Linked DNA regions of Sus scrofa: region 2 is linked to region 1. A link is a contact called in public Hi-C data. All regions are on one chromosome and are shown on one strand. Each heading gives the region's core, a stretch centred on a gene start, on an enhancer-like site or on the middle of the called end of the contact. The rest is flanking DNA. Distances are from core to core; before and after follow the strand shown. Region 1 holds the start of PTPRK (receptor-type tyrosine-protein phosphatase kappa). Region 2 overlaps PTPRK (receptor-type tyrosine-protein phosphatase kappa).

Evidence for each region. A called contact is a pair of places that touch in the nucleus more often than the background predicts.
Region 2: a contact with region 1 is called in a Hi-C map of liver, with 1.8 times the contacts expected there. The contact joins the enhancer-like site here to the promoter of PTPRK in region 1. A contact is called at or near these places in 1 of 5 promoter capture datasets (liver), 6 of 47 Hi-C or Micro-C datasets (embryonic fibroblasts, fetal heart ventricle, liver and 1 more) and 1 of 2 datasets of contacts at active chromatin or transcription factors (skeletal muscle).

The regions. Positions count from the first base shown.
Region 1 is chr1:34,691,675-34,695,357 of Sscrofa11.1, forward strand. It overlaps PTPRK (receptor-type tyrosine-protein phosphatase kappa), which reads left to right and starts at 1,689. Exons shown (of 30, transcript XM_003353215.4): 1 at 1,689-2,047. The coding sequence starts at 1,951.
Region 2 is chr1:34,900,606-34,904,288 of Sscrofa11.1, forward strand. All of the region lies in intron 3 of PTPRK (receptor-type tyrosine-protein phosphatase kappa), which reads left to right. Among named protein-coding and RNA genes, the nearest start is that of PTPRK, 210 kb to the left of the region's middle. Within about 2 kb of position 1,921, at least 4 of the 83 cell types and tissues checked have an H3K27ac peak or open chromatin away from gene starts, as enhancers often do. A contact at or near this core is called in liver, where this site is marked.

The DNA of each region.
Region 1 (3,683 bases), core at 439-2,938:
ATTTACCAAGTAAGGAACTTCCTCCATCTCTCAGGAATAGAAGGACAGATTATTTAGTATATGAATGGGGGAAGGGAGTTGTTTTTCCTGCAACCTATTGCTAAGTTTTACAAAGATCTGCTAAGATTGTTAAACGGAAAATGTCCTTAAGTGGGTTTTTTTTTTTTCTTTTTCCAGGATTTAGGAATATTCCTTAATCAAAGGAATAGGAACAGTGATGTGTTAAAAGTTAAGGTTAATAACCAAAAAATTCTTCACTGTACCCTTAGGAAGAATGAACTTAATGCTGAATTGAATTGACAAGTGTTGGACTCGTCAGTGTGCAAAAGAGCCAGCTATGAGACTCTCAGTTATGTTGAGTCAAGCCTCTATGCTTATGAAATTTAAAAAAAAATGTTTTTCCTGCTGAATATATATGCACACACACACTATACATACATACATACATACATATATATATATATATATATATACAGCTCTAAAATAAATCTGGTCATTAATATCACATGCTTAATCTGAATAAAGGAATATGTGCCTTGGTAAATTGTGTGAATGTTAGATATAATTGAATGTCACATTGTCTTGATTTACAAAAACTAAAAGCTGAGGAACTGACAGATGTCAGTCAAGAGATTCCATTGTTCTAGGTATTGTATATATGATGTCAAAATTCTGAATAAAATTTATGTTGATTCAATTGTGACCACATCTATTTTATAAAAATGATTAAAATATGCACTATACAGTCTTTTCACAGAAGCAAGTAAGTGTGGCATATGGGGAAACCTCTTCAAGCTGCTGAAGAAGTAGCAAACTGTAAAATACTTTACTGTCACAATATAGCATTATTTTCATCCGGATGAAATCATTCGTTGCTGTTTTCTTTGTGGGGGTAAAGTTCTTTTGTTAAATACCTAGATCTTAAAAAGCTCTCGGATATTAAAAACAAAACAAAAAACCTTTCCTATTCCAGCCGACGCATGTGAGAGGCAAAGATTATATGTCCTGATGCAGTTCTTAGGTTCTTCCGGAGGGAAGAAGTGGAAAGAGGCCGGAAGGTTTCAGAGCAACAAGCAAAGTCAGTGAAGCAGAAAGTAAATCCAAATATTCGGCAAATGACAAATCAGAAAGGAGCCATGCCAGCTGTTCACGCTGGAAAGTTACTGAACATTTATTTTGGTTCAAGTTTTATTTTTGTATGAAGAAGGAACAATAAGTTTTCTACGGGGGTGGGGTGTCTTATTCCCAAGTACATGAATAGAGAACAGAGAGTTTGCAAGGCAGGTGGGTGTTTCCTCCGGGCACGTCTACGCTTCTCCCTACCGCCAGCGCTCCGATGGGACCTCCACCTTGGGGACAGAACCCCAGGACGGCACTGCTCGGGCGGCGGGGTTTCTCTGCGCTTGTCCTCCGGGGTCCGGCCACACTGCTTACCCAACTCTCGCTTCTCAAATGCGATTTCTGGAACAGGGCAGCCAGCGGTGCGCGGTCCCCTTTCCCGCCTGCTGGCCTGGAGCCGCGGCGGGCGGCAGGGCCCGGGTGGCGAACAAAGGCAAAGCGGAGCGCTGGGCGCGCGGCCGGGGTTGGCGCGCGTCTCTCCGGCAGGCGGCGGCGCGCCCGAGCCAGCATTCCTCAGAAGCGCCCCGAGCCCGCGGGGCTACGTCACCCCTGGCTCCGCCCCCGTCCCTCCCCGAGCAAAGTAACTCTTGACTAACAGGAGCAGCCTCTGCCGAGCATGGAGAGCTGCCGCCGCGGCCGGCGGGCGACGCGGGCGACGCTGGCGCCCCAGAGGTAGTTTGGCGACCGCGGAGCAGGAAAAAGTGCTGGAGGGCGGCCGTCGACTCCCCGCCCTCACCCCGCCAGGCCCGGCCGGCCGCCCAGCCGTGGATTTCGCTGCGATACCCCCGGCCGCTCTTTGCAAAGCGGCTTGAAACTTCTCCCAAAGTCGACATGGATACAGCGGCGGCGGCGCTGCCTGTTTTTGTAGCGCTCTTGCTCCTCTCCCCTTGGCCTCTCCTAGGGTCGGCCCAAGGCCAGTTCTCCGCAGGTGAGTGGCCGGGGCGGGGCGCGGGGTGGGAGTGGGGGCGTCCGGAACTCCGGAACCCCGACGAACGCCCCGGGCCCGGGTTCGCCGGGGGTGGAATCGGCTCCACTCCAGGGCTGGGAACAAGGGTTTAGGAGAAGCTTTAGCGGCCCGGGGGTGTACCAGGCGGAGGGAGCGATGTCCCCAGACTTTATGCCAGGTGGGAAACGGGGCACTCTCCTGGGCGCCACCGGCTCAGGTAACTTTCATCCTCGCAACCCATTGTTCCCGGCAGAGGCTCGCTCGGAGCGCCGGCGGGCAGGGCTGTGGGGAGTGCGCGAGACTGGGCTTTTCTTGGGAAACTGGGATTCTCGGCGCCCGGCGCAGGCTGCACCGCGCCGGGGAAGAGAGAAAGAAAAAGTAGTTACGACTCTGGGAATGGCTACGCTGTTGCTCGTGGTGCGGGCTTGTGGCTCTCTGCCACTGGAGCGTTCACAAATTTTTTTTCCCCCGGGAAGCCATTGTCAGAAATGTGGAGACTCGAAGGGACTGACCTCGGCGCGCTTTGCCAGGTGCTTTTTGTCCAGGGAATAACCTCCCTTGACTATTGTCTAACTACTTCCCCGTCCTTCCCGCAGTCCTTTTCTCCTCCCCCAGTGGCGGGCTGCTCCTGGGCTCGCCCGGTGGGTTAGGGCACTGCGCGGAGTAGGGTGTGTGTGTGTGTGTTGTGTGTGTGTGTTGGCGGAGCCTGCTAGGTGTTTGGAAACACGATTCTAAGGATCGTCCTGGGCAGCGAGGTCTGGGCGCCGGGTCGGGGAAGCCTGACCCACGGTGTGGGAGCCCGCCTCTCCGGCAGAGCCACCGCGAAGCTGGCCCAGCTGCTCCCGGAGCCCGCTTGGATGATTGGGGACTGCAAACGACTGCCACCCGCCAGGAGAACCCAAAAGGAGGGATGCGGTGCGGTCTCGCGTGTTAAGCACTTTATATTCTAGTAAAACCACTTAGAGAAGTCCATGAAGCCCCGTCTCTCGCATTCCCATCCTCCGTTCCCTTCCAGTTTTGTCATCCTTCCTGTCGGTTGCTTCTTTCGTTCTCTCCTCTGGGGGCCCTGAAGTTTCACCAAGTGGACGCTGGGGAGCAGGCTCCCGGGCAATCGTTTGCCTCCCGCCGGTCCTGACAACTTTTCTGGCCAGCCTACCCAGCTCAGCTTGGCTGGCGAGCGCTGCCTTGGTTCGCGGTGCAGATGGAGACGCAGAGGTGGCCGAGGAGTGCTGGAGAAGACGGGGGAAGCGACAGCCCCTCTCCTGGCTGTGGCCACAGGACGCGGAGAACGAAAGAACTTTGCACTTGTCAGTTTCTCTCGTTGTTGTGGCTACCCGGTTTCCTGGAAATAAACTCAGATTGCTGTTTCCCGGAGTAATGTTTATTTCCCTTCCGTCTCCTTTCTCTCCTTTAGAACTCTATAAAAGGAATTAGACAACAGATTCAGGTGGCAGTCTGTGGTGTGCACTCAGGCAGATTATGCAATGCACCGAGCAGAGGAAAAGTTATGTATACTAGTAATGTATGCAGAGGATAACAGCTCAGTGCAATGAATGATCTGATAGCTTAATTTTCATTCTTTCTGGAGTAAGCATTACTGCAACCATCTTTGACATGT
Region 2 (3,683 bases), core at 671-3,170, 210 kb after region 1:
TGTTCTAAGTATTAAGTGAGTTAATACATATAAAACATTTAGAAAAGGTCCTGACACATAGTAGGTGTTGCCATAAAGTTAGGTTAATGTGATGATGGATAAATTTAAAAACTTGTGAACTCTATTGGATTTATTAAGTGCTCAGCATTCTTGGCATTTTCTTCTATTATGAAAGCATGTTATTCTCTTTGTTTATAAGATGTTATTTTTTAGAGCAGTTTTTGGTTCACAGCAAAATCAAGAGAAAGGTAGAGATTTACCATATACCCCTTGTCCCCTCACACTCATAGCCTCCCCCATTATCAACATCTCCCAGCAGAGAGGTACATTTGTTACAATAGGTGAATCCATACTGACACACCATAATCCTTCAAAGTACACAGTTAATTAGCAGGTTCACTCTGGGAGTTGTACATTCTAAGAATTTAGACAAATGTATAATGACATGAATCCATCATTGTAGATTCTTGCAGGGTATTTTCACCGCCCTAAAAGTACTCTGTGCTCTAGCTCTTCATACTTCCCCATCCATGCTCTCTTCTTCTCAGGTTTTTTTATTTATGAAAATGTCTAATTAATTGACACCTTAATGGCATGAGACCCCACACTGGGGATATCTCTTCTCCTGAAGTATACAGTGTAGCTTGGCCCTACAGGAGATAAAAATGTAGGTCCACACGGGAATATTGAATGTACTTAGATAAAACTTGAAACAATCTAAGAATTGTTAAATGACTTAAGAGATAGAGCTATGAAATGTTGTGGGGAAAGTGAAAACAAAAGATTTGTTTCCAGAGTAATTTGAGGCAGAAATTATTCTATAAATCTCGCCTCTTGATTTCTTGATTCCTAGATTAGTATGTTTTCCACTGTACCTCATCGTTTTTGTTAAGCCATAATTATTTGGAACCAACATTTTCTATAGTGAAACCGAATAAGCAAATGTAAATTTTATTAATGATATAAACATTGAAGTGATACACTAATATATAAGGAACTGTTTCTCACTGGTGTCTTCAGAAAAATAAATGTCTTTTTAGCTCAGTATGCTAATTATAGAAAGTATCATATTACAAGTATTTTGTTTGCCATGGTTACAAGTTGCTAATTCTGCCTATTTTAATAGGCCTTAAGTAAGTACTGTAAATTTTTTAATTGCTCCCTAAAAAGAACTAAAAAAGAAAATAAAATTACAACCCCAACCTTATGAGGTATAATCTCAGTGTTAAATTTCAACTGAAGATCAGCATACCTCTAAAAATGTAATTGTCTCCACTCTGGAAATCTGACCTGTCTTGTATGTGTAAAACTAAATTCTGCTTTGGGATTAAATCCATTAGTTTCTTACTGAACAGTGAGGTTGTTACCAAATGAGGCAGACAGACAGAACTTCCAAAACTATTAGTGGAAACCTAATCTGCTGTTTTCCATTAACTGGGTGCACATCATTAATCACAAAAATGATGCGTGATGAAAACTACAGGGGTTTGGCCAGAAATTGGAAAGTAATAATATAGCAGAATGTGCCTCTTTTTTTTCTTACCCCCTAATTCACTGAGAAATAAACACTGAGCTTTTGCAACCCATTTTCTTCTTAACATTTTCCGCTGTTTAAAAAAAAAAAAACAAAACAAACTATAAGAACCGGATAAGCATGGCATCTTTTGTTTTTGTCTCCTTTTTAAAGGTTTATGTTAACATGCATTTCACTGATATTTTGGCAATGGAACGTTTGTTACACTCCAAAGATACTTCTGGCTTTGGACCCAAGAAGATTGGGACTTAAACCAAATGACTGTTTACTTAAATAAAAAGTCTCTGAAAGATGATCTTGAAGGGCAGGGGCTGGAGTAAGGGCATGCTCATGAACCATCCATGCAGAGTGAGGAAGAGAGGTTATCACTCTTGTGCCATAGCTCTTGGAGTGCTTCCAGTTTTTACTGGTCCTCATTCATCTTTGTTGAGCCCCACTGAAGAAAAGAGGGTAGGAAGATGTATTCGTTTGCTCTAGCTAACATAGCAAAATCCTATAGACTGGGTGCCTTAAGCAATAGAAATTTATTTCTGTTACAGTGCAAAGGCTAAAGATGAAAGTGCTGGTCTATTTGGTTCCTGGTGAGTGCTCGCTTCCTGGCTTGCAGATGGCCAGCTTCTCCCTGTATCCTCACATAACAGAGAGGGAGAGCTCTGCTGTCTGTCTCATCCATTTCATTTTTATTTTTTTTTTTTTTGCCTTTTCTAGGGCCACACCCACGGCATATGGAGGCTCCCAGGCTAGGTAGGGGTCTATTTGGAGCTGTAGTGGCCCGCCTACACCACAGCCACAGCAACTCCAGATCGGAGCCAGGTCTGCAACCTATACTGCAGCTCACTGCAACACTGGATCTTTAACCCACTGAGTGAGGTCAGAGATCAAACCTGCAACCTCATGGTTCCTAGTCAGATTCGTTAACCACTGAGCCACAACAGGAACTCCTGTCTCATCCATTTCTTATAGGGGCACCATGCCTATCAGATTAGGGTCCTAAGCTTTTAACCTCATTTAACCTTAATCACCCCCAAGTCTCAATCTCTAATATAATATCACACACACACACACACACACACACACACACACACACACGGGATCAGGACTTCAACATATGAATGGGAAGTAGTTCTCCATGATGGGAACCTCACCTTTACTCTGTTTTAATATTTGATCAAGTGCTAAGTGAAAGCTTCTTATCATCATGTATGGACTAAGTTGTTTATTATTAAATGGTTGAAATCATTCCCTCTTTCTTCTGTCCTAATTTAATCTTGCTTTTAAAGTTTTGGACTTTAGCCGTATCAGTGACCTTTGAAGTTAGCCACAACTAAAGTTGGCTTATTTTAGTTCTGGCAACAGTAATTCCCTAACATGGGCACTTGGGCTCATTTTTTTACACTCACGCTATAACTTTTGTTTGATTGGCTGTTATTAACAAGGCAGCCTTTTGCTGCTGAATTTTACGCAGTGATTCCCTATGTATTTCATTTAAAGTATTCTAAATAAGGTTTGAAAAAACTTCCATGTTATTATAGTCATTGTTTTCTTAAAACTTATCTGGTGAGGGTAACTTCTGTCTGGTTCCTGGTGGTGATTTGCTTTTATTATAAAACACCTGCTTTATTTTTCCTTTGGACTCTGCTTGTATTGATTCATTGATGCAACTTACAGTGTGTAAACAAATGTAAACAAATCAAGAAAAGCGTCCCATTAACACAATAATTATTGCAAGTATATGACAGAAGTCTCTTGTTATTCTACTAAATCATACCTGTTTTCATTTAGTGTAGCAGGAGCTGTCAAGTGTCCCTTCACTAATTCTTTTGAGAAATGTTTCCATGAAATTAATTCACATCCCTTTTAATAGGAGATTGAAAAATAATGAGCAGTAAGGAGAGTTAGGCAGTGTTTGTTTAATTCATGACTGTTTCTTAGGAGTTTGTTTTATTCAAGGGGACCTGGGAAGACAGATGCTCCAAAGGGTTCAAGAGATGCCCGTTGTTCTTGTTTAGCTCCCTTATTGGCGTTTAGCGCAGCTTGTTGAAGTTGAATTAATGCACTTCAGATCCCTTGTTTACCATACCACTGTATCCATTATTTACATATATTTAATGGGCCGATCTTCATGTACTAAGATGAAAAAAGATATATC